Linked DNA regions of Urocitellus parryii: region 1 is linked to region 2. The links are chromatin contacts, called in public Hi-C maps. All regions are on one chromosome and are shown on one strand. Each heading gives the region's core, a stretch centred on a gene start, on an enhancer-like site or on the middle of the called end of the contact. The rest is flanking DNA. Distances are from core to core; before and after follow the strand shown.

Evidence for each region. A called contact is a pair of places that touch in the nucleus more often than the background predicts.
Region 1: a Hi-C map of muscle shows a contact between it and region 2, with 4 times the contacts expected there. The contact joins the promoter of Nars2 here to the promoter of Gab2 in region 2. A contact is called at or near these places in 2 of 2 Hi-C or Micro-C datasets (liver and muscle).

What each region holds. Positions count from the first base shown.
Region 1 is chr4:68,837,833-68,841,484 of mUroPar1.hap1, forward strand. Nars2 (asparaginyl-tRNA synthetase 2, mitochondrial) reads right to left here and starts at 1,483. Exons shown (of 14, transcript XM_077797640.1): 1 at 1,076-1,483. The coding sequence starts at 1,216.
Region 2 is chr4:68,678,448-68,682,468 of mUroPar1.hap1, forward strand. Gab2 (GRB2 associated binding protein 2) reads right to left here and starts at 1,488. Exons shown (of 10, transcript XM_026387337.2): 1 at 1,326-1,488. The coding sequence starts at 1,400.

The DNA.
Region 1 (3,652 bases), core at 233-2,732, 160 kb after region 2:
TGTGTTTAGAGAGAGAAAAATAGAGATTTTGCAATCTTTTTTGTTCTTCAAAATTATTATGTATTTTAAACTTACAACATATCTCAATTCAGGCTCATCACATTTCAAGTGCTCGAAGCCACAAGTGGTTGATACCTACCATATTAGATGGTAAGCACTAAATTCTGTTCTTTCCATCTTTGATTTCTCTTTTGACCAGCACACAAAAGGTGTCATTTATACATTCTAAATTAACTGATAAATGCAATTTTTTGAATTGGATCATGGAAAGAATATGAAACCCAAATAAATGTATGGAGGAGCAGATCATAATAACAGCAAGGATATATGATGATATCAAAATAACTGTTATCAATGTGTTTTAGTAATCTAATGAGAAGCAGTCAACTACTTTGCTTAACCTGCTCTTTTAAGGAATGAAGGAAATAATAGTGGCTAACATTTATTGACTGTGGGCTACTCTTTATAGTCCCAAAAGTAGGGACTATTATCTGTTTTCATAAAAAGAAACTTAAGTTTAAGCGCTTAACATGCTCATAATTAACAAGTTACTTAGTGGGAGAGATTGAAACTTACACACCTCCACCCCAGGGCTCTTTCAAACTGCTACATTCCACTCTTTCTCCTAATTTATTAAACATAAATTACACGCAGGCCCAATTTTAGGCACTAAGGTGGCTAAAAGCTGAATCAAAGCCCCAATTTATTAGAACGAATATTTACTGCCAGTCACGACAAAGTTTCTCCCCTCAAGGGGCCAGGGCAAGGCAACCACTATATATGCCCGCGGATATCATGAGATGTAAAAAGAGAAAGGGGCCCTGTTCGCTTACACTTTCCTGATTGAATAACAAGTTTACAGGTATCTTGAAAACCAAGTTCACAGTCACTAGAGCAGTTTTGCAAAGAGTAACGGCAGGTATCCGAGGAAATGGAGAAATAGGAACTCGCGCTATACCTACACTTTCTAACTTTTCTCTGCTGATCATTCTGTCTGACCCAACAACACAAAGTAACGCTAGGTGTGGATGTGCCACATAAGTCCCTAAAGAAAAATCCCTTTCCCCACACCCACCTGAACTTTAACGCGCTCCCCACTCGCGTTCTGGGACCCGAGAGCGTCCCGTACGCTCAGTCTGGCGAAAGGCCTATGCCTGGGGCAGGGAGCAGTGGAGCAGGAGAGCAGGGCTCGAAGCAGACACCGGGCCCCGAGCATCTCGCGGCCGCCCCAGGTCACCGCGGGACCAGCCCTGGCCACAGCGGGTTCGGATCCTGCCGTCAAGGGCCCTCCTTCTCAGCTGTTCCCCTAAACACGGTCACAGCCCTGTCCTCAGGCGCAGCAGCCCCCAGCTCAACCCAACGACCGTCTCTGTTCCCCACTTCCAGGCACACTCAGCAAGTGCCAAAACCAAACGGCGCGCCTGGGCGGACCACGCGACCCACTGCCGCGCACTACTAGCAAAAGTACACCCCTCCGCTGCAATCTACGCTCCCACTGGCCCTACGTAACCACGTCAACGTCGCCTGTGTCATCACGCTAAGAAGGGCTAAAACGGAGCATGCGTACTTGTGTGCTCGACTAAGGAGGCGGGGCGGAGGTGAGGGCGGGGTCAGGAGCCAAGATGGGGCGGGGCTAAGGCAGAACCTGGTGTAGGCGTTTTCACCGGCTGGGCAAGGGAGTGCAGCTGGGGTGAAGTCTCAGAGCCTCTTTCCTAAAGCTTTCAGGGAGAACTGAGAGCACTTGAAAGGCAGAGGGAAAACATCCAGAAGACTTAATTGATGAGAGTAGTGACCCTAGGGTGTCAGTCGTTCCTGAGTTGTGAACTCAGAAGAAAATCAGACACTGTCCCTGATCAAATCACAGTTGGGTGGTATCAGACATCCAAATAGATAATTACGTAAAAGGGTGATCAGGTGCCTACAGAACCCAAGCTGGATATCAGAAATGGCTTTCTGAAGAAGGTAGTCCTATGAAAGGAAGTAACTAAGAGGAATAAAGAGACCTTGAATACAGGAGTCTAGAGGAGACATGAGGGGGTAACTATGATGGAGAGAGAATGGAGAAATAACAAGCGTTGCCTGCCAGAATCTTGAGTCTCTCTTTTTTCCAACACAGTTATCTGCATCTGATTCATCGGAAAACAATGACCCTTTAATATATTCTGCTATATTCTAAATTTATACCAAAAAAAATAATTTTCCCCATATCTCAGTGAAGCTCGTGAAAATGTTTCTATCTTGTTAAACAATAAAAGGTAGAAGTGAGAGCTAATTACTCAAAGTTGCCACTGTTATATCCATTTTACAGATAAGAGAATTTAGAGAAAGAATGAATGACCTGTTCAGTGATAACAAGATTTAAACCCAAAAGTCCTGACTCTATTCACTAAACTATCATGCTACACGTCATTTCAAGGTGGAAATTAAACAGTGATCCCTCCCATAAAAAGCTTATGGTCTAGAAAGGGAGACTGGCCAGAAAAAGATCACTGCAAAATAAACCAGTACATGTAGATGAATGCAATGAGTGGAAGAGGTAGTCTATAGAAGGAGGTAATAGAGCTGAATTTTTGAGAAGGATCAGAATTTTATCAGATGGATAGTAAGAAAATTTCCTGCCCAAAGATAAACTGGAAAAGCTGTTAAGAGATAGGGCTTGCCTAGCACATGTGAGGCACTGGGTTCAACTCTCTGCACCACATAAAAATAATAAATAAAACAAAGGTATTGTGTCCATCTACAACTAAAAAAAATTTTTTAAGTTGTCAAGGGGACAAATAGCTTAAAAGGATTGTACAGCAGGTTGTGATGGTACATGCCTGTAATCCCAGCAACCCAGGAGGCTGAGGTAGGAGGATCTTAACTTCAAGGCCAGCATTGGCAACTTAGAGAAATCCTGTCTCAAAATAAAAATAGGAAGGATGGGATGTAGCTCAGTGATAGAGTTCCCCGGGGGTTTAATCTCCAGTCCCACAAAATAAATAAAAATAAATAAAGTATTGTACAAGTGTTCTCAAGACAGACTAGAAAATATCTTGAACACTTCTTGAACCTTGAAAAAAGAAAAGGTTGGAAACTTACTGCCTTTGGAGTGATGGGCTTTAACAAAATAAGTACACCTTTAGTGGGTTGATTTAAAAATCTGGAAAACAAGGCATGTTGCCCACATTGATGTGCATCCCATTGCAAACCTAGTTTTTAACTACACCTACCCTTTCCAAATGTTCAAACATACCAAAGAATTGGTTCAGTTTTTTCTCAGGACATTTTTCTGTCTTGCCTTCATTCTCCCCTCTCTCTCCCACCCCACAGGATGATGTGCATTTAAAGAACTGGGGTTTAAGTCTCAGTGGGAATCCTGACTTCTTTTTCCCCACTTGTTTAAGCCAAAGGGTTATTTTGTAAGCAGGAACTACAGCTTAGTAATATGGTAAAGAAAAGGGAAATCAGTGGGTGAATCTGAAAATCAGCAATGTTAATTAAAAAAATGCATATGCATACAGAAAGTTGACTATAGCATTCATGCTTCTGGTGCTGAGTTCAAACTACCACCTATCTCTTGTACTATATCAAATTGTATCTTCTTGTTTAGTTTTCAATATTAGATTTGCATCTTTGAGTTTAGATTTATCACACTCTAGACAGTAGCCAG
Region 2 (4,021 bases), core at 238-2,737:
ATTGACACAAGCACTCCCAACAACAACACTTCCTTTGAAAAACAGAATGTCACTTCCTCAGACCAGAGGCCAGAAGTCCCTTGATTCTGATCTCAGGAGCAAAGACAGGAAACTGGTGAGCTTCTCCCCCAGGGTCAGCCTCTGGTGCAGGGACAAGAGGACAGGGTGTATTCAGAGCTCCCTTGATGCACTGCAGCTGGAAAGCAAAAGCTCACTTCCAGGTTGTGGGGGTGATCCCCAGAGTACAGCCCCACAAGTCAGTGTAGCAAGGGCATTCACGGAAGCGAGGAGGGAGAAGATGGAAGACCTTGCACTTTTTAGCGACCTTCTTCCATTTCGAAATTCCTGAGAGTACTCCAGGACCGATTTCAGCCTAAGTAACTGGCACCCTCTTGTACTTTGACCTCACTAGGCGAGACATCCTTTGGGTTGTGCCGAGCCAGAACTCTACACCGCTCAGCTCCAGTCTGTACCACCTTCCCCAGATGCTGCCAGTTTCTCACCTAGAGGGGAGAGGCTGTCCCAGCAATTTCAGTAAACACTGTCGGTTAGCACCACCTGGCAACTGAAAACCTTGATCTCTCCCGACCCTAGACGCCAAGGGCTGCACAACACAAAACCCTGACCAGTTAGCACAGACCAAACTGCAGTGTCACCATCGTGGGGCGGGGTGGGGGGGGGCGGCGTATGTGAGAGACATACAGAATAAAGAAGGGGGACAAACAAATGAGTCACTTAATACAAGGGCTGCACATGCCGCTGACGCTGCCCGTGATGCGGCGGCTGTGGACTGGAAGGAAGCAGGCGGCCGCCCGGGAGGGGCGGGAGGAGAAAGGCAAGGGGAGAGGGCGTGAGGCGCCTAGCCCTTTGTGGGGCTGGGCGGCGCGGCCCCACAGCCTACGCCCCCCTTTCCCGCCCACTCCCCAAATCCTGCAGGCTGAATCCGCTGGGGGCTGCCATGGTCCCCCGATCCCGGGAGTCAACTCTCTCGTTCTCCAAAAACAATCAATACAAACTTCGATACAGTATTGAGTTCACAGGGAGGCTGGATGGGGAGGTGCCGCCAACACACCCGCCTAGCCCACGAGGAGCTGCCGCCCCAACCTGCCGCCCCGCCCCTCGGCGGCGCACCTGTGACAGGTGTGCAGGTGCCCCACACGCCCCAGAGCCGCGGGGCGCGCCGGCCGCCCCTCGCCCCCCAGAGGCCCCAGGTCCGCCCTGTCCGCGGCGTGCGGCGTCTCCGGGAGCCCCCAGTCCCTCGGCAGGCCGCGGGACGCCCCCCGCCCGCCCCAAGGCGGCCGCGCCCGGTCGCCGCCCGCACTCACATAGCGCCTCAACTTCTTCTCCGGGGGCGATTTCCTCAGCCAGCCGGTGCACACCACGTCGCCGCCGCCGCTCATGTTGACCGCCGACTGGAGCCCGCCGCCGGGTCGCGCGGACAAGGGCGCGGGCGCAGGCTGCTGGGTCAGCCGGCCGGCGGTGCGCAGCTCGCGGGGGAGGGGAGGGGCCGGGCGGCCGGCGGCCCCGGGCGAGGACGAGGCGGCGCGGCGCGGGCCCGACTGCCCCGCGCGCGCCCGCTCTGCCCCCCCCCGCGCGCGCGCGATCCGCACTCCCAGGCAGCCCGGCGGGGGCGCCCCAGCAGGAAGGCGGGCGCGCTCGCCACGCCCACAGCCCGCAGCGCCCCCAGGAGAGAGGCCTTCAGACGCAAACCACCCGGCGGGACCCGGGAGGCCGGAGTGCTGGGAGGGGCGGGAATCCAGTCAGCACGCCCCCCGGGTCTTGTTTTTTTCCTGAAGCCTCAAAGCGGCAGCCTCAAGCGCCTCGCCCCTGATCATGGTGGTGGGGTGTGTGAAGGCTGTGCACCCTGCCTCGCACGTCGATTTTACAGGGAGGGTCTTCAGGGAAAGGCTCTGAGAGCTGCTTGTGTTACTTATCCATTCCTGTAGTTTCAGGTTTCAGCAAGGTCAGGTTCTGACTGAAATTAGTGACCTGCTTCCCAGAGAGTTTATTAACTCTTGCACCCACTCGGGTGCAAGGAAAGGAAGCCGACCTACTAAGTATGGGGAGTATTTACATCCCTTGTTTACTTTATTGTCTTCACACCTCTACAAATTGGGCAGGCAGTATTATTCCCATTTTACAGATAGCCTAAGGTCTCAAAGATAGTACAATGCAAAGTTTCTAATTCAGGTGGGGGAAGGGAGGAGGGTCCTGCTCACCTGCTTTTCAACGTGAAGAACTGCTTTACTGTCTGCCGATAACTTGGGAGCCTTTTATAGCCAAGAAACAAAGTCCAGCTGGCTCTGTCCCCATTGCCTCTGGGAAAGCAGGATTCAAAAGAAAATTCGTATGATTTGCAGAGCCAAAGCAAAAATTAGTCAATGTATTTCATAGAGAAGTCATAGGCAAGTCGGTGTAGAACAAGAAACTGAAGTAAAAATTCCCAGAGTTTCAATTCCTGGACACAGGCTACCTATGAGACTTCTCATATGTAAATTGAGATATAATGATACCTTTCTCACTGCTTTGTGGTGAGGTTTAACTCAAAAGTGTGTGAAAGTGAACACCTAATAACATTAGTACTTCAGGGGAAGGGTTAAAAATATTTTTCCCCTAGGAGCTCTTTTTTTTTTTTTTTTTTTTGGTGCTGCTGGAGATCTTTTTGTTTTGTGCTGCTGGAGATGAACCTAGGGCCTCAGGCATAGCTAGGAAAGCGCTCTACCACTGAGCTACATTTTCAGTCCCAGGAGCCATTTTTAATTCAGAGTGCCTTTTTAAGCAGCATTAAAAGGTAGGTCCTACAGAGTGTGGTGGCACAGGCTTGTAATCCCAGTGACCCTGGAGGCTGAGGCAGGAGGATCACAAATTCAAGGCCAACCTGAGCATCTTAGTAAGACCCTGTCTCAAAATAAAAAGGATTAGGGATGTAGCTCAGAGGGAGAGAGCTTCTGGGTTCAATCCCCAGTACCACAAATAATACATTAAAATAAAGGTTGATCCTCCTCTAACTTCTTATACTTGGACAGTAACACATATTATCAATAGGGAATTGTGTTGCAGACAGATCAGTTGGAGAACCAGCATCTTGCACTGCCCCATGGCAGTCGAGGTGTGACTGGAATAAGAGCTCCCTTAACCTTTTAATTTAGGTATCCTTAAACCAAACACAAAGACCACCATCAGAACACAGCCACGTCTAACTTCTGGCTTTAAGGACCTTCAACATCAAAATACTTTGTCTTCCAAATTAATGAGGAGGCGGTGGCGCCCAACCAAAATAAAGCAATCCTGACTTCATTCACATCTGAGTCATGGTGCCAAGTCTCCAGAATTGCAGTCTGAGAAATCTGCATGGTTTGGCTGCAGCTAAGGTTTGTGATGGAAGTCAGACAGACATATGCCCTGTGTTTCCCTGGGAGAGTAGTCTTCTTTTACATATCCTCTGAGAGTTATATGATTCAGAACACAAACTGGGAAACTGTTCAGCAACAGTTAGCTGGGGTTAGGTTGCATTCTGCCAGAAACTCTTTAGGGTCTGATTTTGTTTGGTAAAAGACCCTGTGATGTTATTCCCAATTCTGTATGGAAAGAGAAAAGTTTAATGTTTTTGGAATGCAACAGTTACAGAGTATGTTCTCACCCATCTTTTCCCAAAGGTCAGAGAAAGGGACTCTTATGGGTGTTCTTCTGCCCCCCACTCCACCTGCTCTTCCTCATCACTATGCTGCCTTGCTCCGGCTACACAGAGAGCAAAGACTGTGGCTGAGGTTCCTGGCTGTAGGCTGAGGTCCCTGGCTATAGGCTGGAGTGGCTCAGTCTCCTAAGCTGGAGAGGCATGTCAGGCCTGGAAACAGCCCTTGAACAGAACGTTCCTGTCTGGACCTTTAGTAAGTCCTCTCCATTCCTTGCTGTTTTTTTTTTTTTTTTTCCCTCCCTGGAAAAATGGAAAACAAATTATGTGAATGATTTATTTACATGAGAGTGGGCGCCATCTATTGGAAACATCTGGGGTGACAGCCCC